2 separate regions of the Mus musculus genome follow, and region 1 is linked to region 2. Evidence: chromatin contacts called from public promoter capture Hi-C data. All regions are on one chromosome and are shown on one strand. The core of a region is the stretch at or near the end of the contact, and the rest is flanking DNA. Distances in the headings are between cores, read along the strand shown. Region 1 holds the start of Rtkn2 (rhotekin 2). Region 2 holds the start of Reep3 (receptor accessory protein 3).

The links. Promoter capture Hi-C pulls out the DNA fragments that hold promoters and counts their contacts.
Region 1: a contact with region 2 is called in a promoter capture Hi-C map of pre-B cells. The contact joins the promoter of Rtkn2 here to the promoter of Reep3 in region 2. A contact is called at or near these places in 4 of 39 promoter capture datasets (the C10 cell line, hippocampal neurons, neutrophils and 1 more) and 2 of 115 datasets of contacts at active chromatin or transcription factors (memory CD8 T cells and microglia).

Annotation. Positions count from the first base shown.
Region 1 is chr10:67,978,283-67,981,127 of GRCm38.p6, reverse strand. Rtkn2 (rhotekin 2) reads right to left here and starts at 1,558. Exons shown (of 12, transcript NM_001359319.1): 1 at 1,316-1,558. The coding sequence starts at 1,354.
Region 2 is chr10:67,095,359-67,098,634 of GRCm38.p6, reverse strand. Reep3 (receptor accessory protein 3) reads left to right here and starts at 1,647. Exons shown (of 8, transcript NM_178606.5): 1 at 1,647-1,845. The coding sequence starts at 1,814. It also overlaps a transcript of Jmjd1c not described here.

The DNA.
Region 1 (2,845 bases), core at 309-2,808, 880 kb before region 2:
CTTGGATGGCCACACCAGCACTCACACAATCCCCATAAGAAACTCAACAGATACTGGGTGATGGTGGCGCACACTTTTGGTCCCAGCACTCGGGAGGCAGAGGCAGGCGGATTTCTGAGTTCGAGGCCAGCCTGGTCTACAGAGTGAGTTCCAGGACAACCAGGGCTACACAGAGAAACCCTGTCTCGAAAACAAACAAAACAACAAAACAACAACAACAAAAAAAGAAACTTAACAGATCTCCATTTAGTTCAGTAGAAATAGAGGCTGTGTTAACCATCAACATAGGCGTGGGGTGTGGCTCTGCTGATTGAGGGCTTGTCTAGAATGCACAAGGCACTGGGTTAGAACCCAGCTCCACTCCATCTTAAGTCAGGCTCGGTGTGGCAGCCCTATAAAGTCCATAGTAGGAAAGTGGAGGCAAGAGGAGTTTTAGGAGTTCAAGGCTACCCTTTGACAAAGGCAAATAGGATACCTAGAATACATAACAAAAATAAGAAATATTTCACAAGAAAGTTGAAAGTTTTGTGTATGTTTGTAGCAAACACGTCTTGTGACTACTAATATGGTTTGCACAATAACTCAAACAAAGCCTGGCTCAACATTCCAGAGAATTACAGAGGACTTCCTAACAATACTGCATCTACTAAAGAAATTCTATGATCCTGCAGTATTCGCCTCGACCCACAAATCTGGCAAGAGTATATGGTTCGAACTACTATACTTCAGGAGCCGGTAAGAGGTGAAAATTAAAATTAAAATGAAGATGTCGCTACAAGGATATAAGGGGTTTCTTTTCATTAAAATACTAAAATAATGAACAGGAAGAATACTTTTAACACTTGACTGGGGTTCCCAAGAAATATTCTCGACTACACTAAGTGTAAAAGATTTTGAACATATTTTAGATAGCTAAAAAACAAACAAACACTGGATTCGTCCTCCTTTTTTCCTAGTATTTGTGCATGTATCCATGTTTAAACTTACACCTTCCTGGAAAGCTAAGAACATGCCATTTGAGCGTTCACCCCGCGGCGCCCCACAGTTTGATGCTGGCTCACACGGCTACAAGCAGCACCTTGCATTACACGCCCAGCTGCGCGGGCCGGGGAGCAACTCGAGCACCGACTCCCGGAGCATCACCTCCCCTGCAAGCCTTGGAAGACCGGCAGGTGGGATGGGCCCCGGCGTCCTCCTGTTGCCCCCGGCCTCGCTCTCCTCCTTCGGTGCACCCTTCAGGCGTGCAAGCCGCGGAGCTCGCCCGGCTCTCGGTCTCGGCCCAGGCTGCAGCTCTCCAGTCCCCTGCCTCGCTCACCTGCTGCGCGGCGAGACCCCTCAGCAGCTGCCCCTCCATCTCGGTGCAAGGCACGGCCGATTTGAAAAGCGCGCCCCAGGGCTGCAGCTGCAGATTGCACCAACCGCTCGGCCGTACCAAGTCTGGTCTGCAGGGGAACCCGGCCCACGACGCCGCGCAAGCGTACTAGGAGCCTCTCTGTCTTTAAAACAGCACGGAGACCCGAGACTCTGAACAGACCCTCTGCTACCGCAGGGCTTAAGCGAGGGCGGGGAGTGGGCGGGGCCTGTTGTGTGGTAGGCGGGGCCTAAATACGAAGAGCAAGTCCGGGTGGGTGGGGTCTGTGGCAGGCGGGGCCTGAACCCGCCTGGGTTTTGTCGGCTAGTGGGCGGGGCCTCAACTGGTGGGCGGGGTGGAGCCTTAGAGAAGGCTCGCCATAGAAATCTTTGGCAGGTGGTTTTCTTGTCAGGTTTAAAGTGCGCCTTCTTCTTGCATCCCGCCCGAAGTTGTTTAAAGGCATGAACTGACCGGACCCGACAGACCAATCAGGGATATAAGGATCCATTATCTGTCTCTCAAACATGGCTGCACTCAAAGATCATGCTCTTGAAGGCTGGGCAGACAGACACATTTTGCGAGTACTTCTGTCCCCGGGTTTGTTCGCTTCTAAAGTGACAGCAGACAACACTATCCAGAAGCCTGGTCGTTATTAGCACAGGCTTTTATTAAGAAAGAGGAAGGGGAGATGCTGAAATGCTGAACTCGAGGCCTTAAGCACAGTGAGCAACTGGTCCACCACTGAACTATCCAGCTTAGACTTTTAATTAGAGGATGTACACACCCTTGTAAAGTGTTTAAAATTACCCCTTGACATATCTTGTACCGGAAATGTGTAGGGCTTTGGACATTTTCCTCCTGAGGGAAGACTCTACCAAATCAACTCTCCTACACCACCCTCATTAAAGGCCTGGGCAAGGCTCCTTTTATAAACAGAATGACCCTGTTTATTTTGGGGACATCTCACTTGTTCCAAAGTGGACTTTCAATGATATGGTCATCTTACTTACAGACCTCCTTGTTAAAGCAGTCAGTTGAAAGATGGACTTCTTAAAAAGAAACTGAGTGTGCCAGTGAGATGGCTCAGCAAGGAATGGTGCCCACCTAATGCCAAACCTCCCCGCCTAAGTTCCAATCCCCAGGATCCAAGTGGTGGAAGGAGAGAACCAGCTCCCAAAAGTAATATCTACATATGCGCCAGGACATGGGCATACCGCCCCCCTACACTGAATACAGAGGGGGGGAGGGAAAATTTGTGTGTATGTATATATACGCATATATGTATAAATATATATGCATATACGTATAAATATATACATATGTTTATATGCATATAAATATATATGATATATACATGTATGTTTATATATGTGTGTATACATACATATATGTGTGTGTGTGTGTATATATATATGTATATGTATATATTCCTTCCTCTCAAATGGATAAGTGCCTGGTTGAGAGGCTCTGGACTAGGTGATTCTAGAAGCTGCT
Region 2 (3,276 bases), core at 398-2,897:
GAGAATCAACACTCCAGGGCTGTCTGGGGCGGCAGGATGACTCAACAACACTGTAGCAACCCAGGGTAGGTAGGTGGTTTACAACCCGTGGCTTTTTGAAATAGGAACAAGGGGGCTGTGTCCTGCAAACAATAACAAGAGCCATCACCTCTGCAAAACAGGCAGAAGAGACTAAATGCGGAGGGGTGAAAGGAGTCCAGAAACTTAAGGGATAAATTATGAGGGAGGGTGGGGGGCAGGGAATTGGGGGGGGGGGATTTAAGAGGTCAGAAAGGTAGAGAATGGGAAATAAAGCATCCAAGAAAAAGATGCAATTCAGTCAAGGGCACGAAAACACACCTTAGCTCAGGAAAGAGAGGAGGGGAAAGATATGTTAAGGATGAGGAACGAAAGGCTGTAAATAAAGACATTACAAGACCGCTCTGCCCATGGAAGGACATGAAAGGACAAGGAAGGTATGTGCCAGAAAAACTGCTGCTTAGAGGGCAAGCACATCTCCCCAGTAACGCTGAACAATGGTCAAACTAAATAAACCAGGACAAACGCAATCACCGCAGCCCCTGAAATAAAAACACACATTCTTAATGTAAATAAGCAAAAAAAAAAAAAAAAAAAGGAACGGAAGAGCAGAAAGCAGCGGAGGACTTCTCTTCCTGGTTCTGTGGAAGGAAACCCCGCAGGCCTCCACCTCCTCCACAGTGCTGGGATCACAAGAGCTCACCACCATCCCTCCCCTGCTGCTTTCTTTCATGGCCAAAATTCTTCTTAATTTATAGGCCTCATGAACTACAAGGCACTCATGGTAACCTATCCCTGTCCCTTGATACCATCCCAGGCAAATCCGACTCCTTCCTAAACACATTAATTAGCAATACCTTACATCATCCTTGAAAAGCAGGAGGTAAGCAAGAGTATTATTAGCCTCTTTTTATTATGGGGAAACTGGGGAACAAAAAGATTAAATTACAGTACGTCCCAAAATGAGCCATCATATTTTCTAGGACTTTAATTAAAGGCTCCAAACACCACATTACAGACATTATTCTTTCTAGCTTAGAGAACTTTTACTATTGCTTCCACCAGGGGACCAAGAAAAAAAAACACCTACAGTAACTTAAAAGGTCAGCTTAAAATTTTGGACAGTGTTAAGAGGTAACACACACGCGCGCGCGCGTGACGGAAAAAAAAAATAAGGACACTTGTAAACAGCACCACGGGTCGGAAATCCTGGGTCCACGTTTTAGGCTGTGGGGCAGGCAAGACAGACAGGAGTTGGCTGACGCTGATGGAAAAGGTGCCCCAAGGGGCCCAGAACAGCCTCGCCATCCCTGCAAACCCATCACTCCAAACGTGACCCCCGACGCTCTCCCTTGGCCCCTGCATTGCACCACGAGCCTCGCCGTGCCAACCCAGGCCTGTGGTAGGCCCTGGCTGCCGAGCCTCGGTGAGCACCGGAGCCGCACCTAGCCAGACACTTCACAATCCCGGCTTCCCCCGCCCCCGGCCTCGGCTCCCACGCGCTCTCACCGCCCGCCCGGAGTCCCCCGGCCCGGGGAAGCGAGGTGACCGCGCAGCTCGGTGGAGCGCAGCGCCCGCGGGGTCCCGGAGCCGCCGCCTATCAGCGGAGCGCAGGGGCGGGGCCGGCAGGGCCGGCGGGGCCGCGGGCGGGGGCGGACGGGCGGGGGACCGGGCTCCGGGCGGCTCCGGGCACCGCGCGCACACACCGGGCCGGCTCCCGAGGGCGCCAGCGCGGCCCCGGGGAGCGCGAGCGGGGAGCGCGCGGCCTGCGGTCAGCGGCCCATCGGCCGAAAAGATGGTGTCCTGGATGATCTCCCGAGCCGTGGTGTAAGTACGGGCGGGGAAGACGCTTGGGGCCCGGTTGCCGGAGCCAAGCTCACGGGCCGCGGCCTGCTCACCCGTGTCCCAGTCGCTGCGGGGCTCCGGGGCGGCGGCGGCGTTGGGAGCAGCAGGGCGCGGGCGAACGGACTGGCAGGCGGTGGGCTCTGCTCCGTGGAGCCGCTCCCCGGCGCGCGGCGGGCTCTGCTCGGCTTCTCCTCGGCCTCCCCTCCGCTCCTCGGCTACGCGGCAGGCGCTGCTCCGCTCCTCGGCTCCTCCGCTGCCCGGCGCTGCGCGCGGCGGGCTCTGCTCGGCTCCGCGGCGCGCTCCCGGCTGCGGCTCCCGCTCCCGCGGCCCGCGCTGCGCGGCACCGCCCTGCGCAGGCTCCGCCGACGCTGAGCGCGGGAGGCCGGCGGGACTCCGGATGCGCCCGAGCCTTTGTCACCAGGTCTACCGCGTTGCGGTGTCTGTCCGCGGCGCACGCCGCTTGGTCACGTGTAGGAGGAGGAGAGATCGGTGTCAGAGCCCGGGCTGCAGAGTCTTGCTCAGGGGTCCCGAGGTGACCTGGGAAAGAGCCTGCGCTAGAAAGGTCGGGCAAACGCTGACCGTGGAGGGCCGTGGGTGGGAAGAAATGTTTGCAATGGAGAAGGCGCAGGTGCCAGTCCCCTTTGTTCGGGTCATCTCCTCAGTTCACTGATTGTGATACAAACGAGAGCTGCGGATGGGGAGAGGAGGGGGGAAAAGTTGAGATGTGTTGTTTAATCTGCAAAGGTATTTGAATACAAGTTAAACCGGTTCTCTTCCCATCTTTCACCTTACCCTGTGCGCTCTAAAGCAAAGTCACCAAATAAAGGGCCATAAATTAGGTAAAGCCTGGGGGCGGGAATTCATTATTCATGTAGCAGTAGTGTCATCTGAGTACCTTAATGAAATGTTTATATGAGGTTAACAGGCCTCGCTGATTAGCTTATAATTTGAAGGGAGAAAATGACATTACTTGGGCATTATTATTTTCACTACGGAGAAGGAGCTAATTTTTTTTTAACTTGCTTTTATTTCGTTTGGAAGTGAGCTAGGTAACCTAGTTTGCAATGCATTCAAAATTTGCTCTTTCATAAAATGTCCTTTAAAGCCTCTGAACTTCTTGTATTCATCTTAAAGCCACAAATAAATAAAGTTATGCCACGGGTGCCTTCAAATTATGTTTTGCCTCTTCCAAGGCAGTCTTCGGGTTTCCACATAATCCAGGCATACTTTCTTAACCTACCAGAAGTCCCTCCACTATTTTGGCCTAGCCCCTCAAATTAAATGCCCCATTAAAAAAACTGGGTTTGTCTTTTGATCTCTTAGACCATTTTCAATGATGGAAAATTATGGAACACCTTGAGTTTGCATTCATCAAATAAGATTTTTATTTTTTTAATTGGTGAAAGGAAGTAT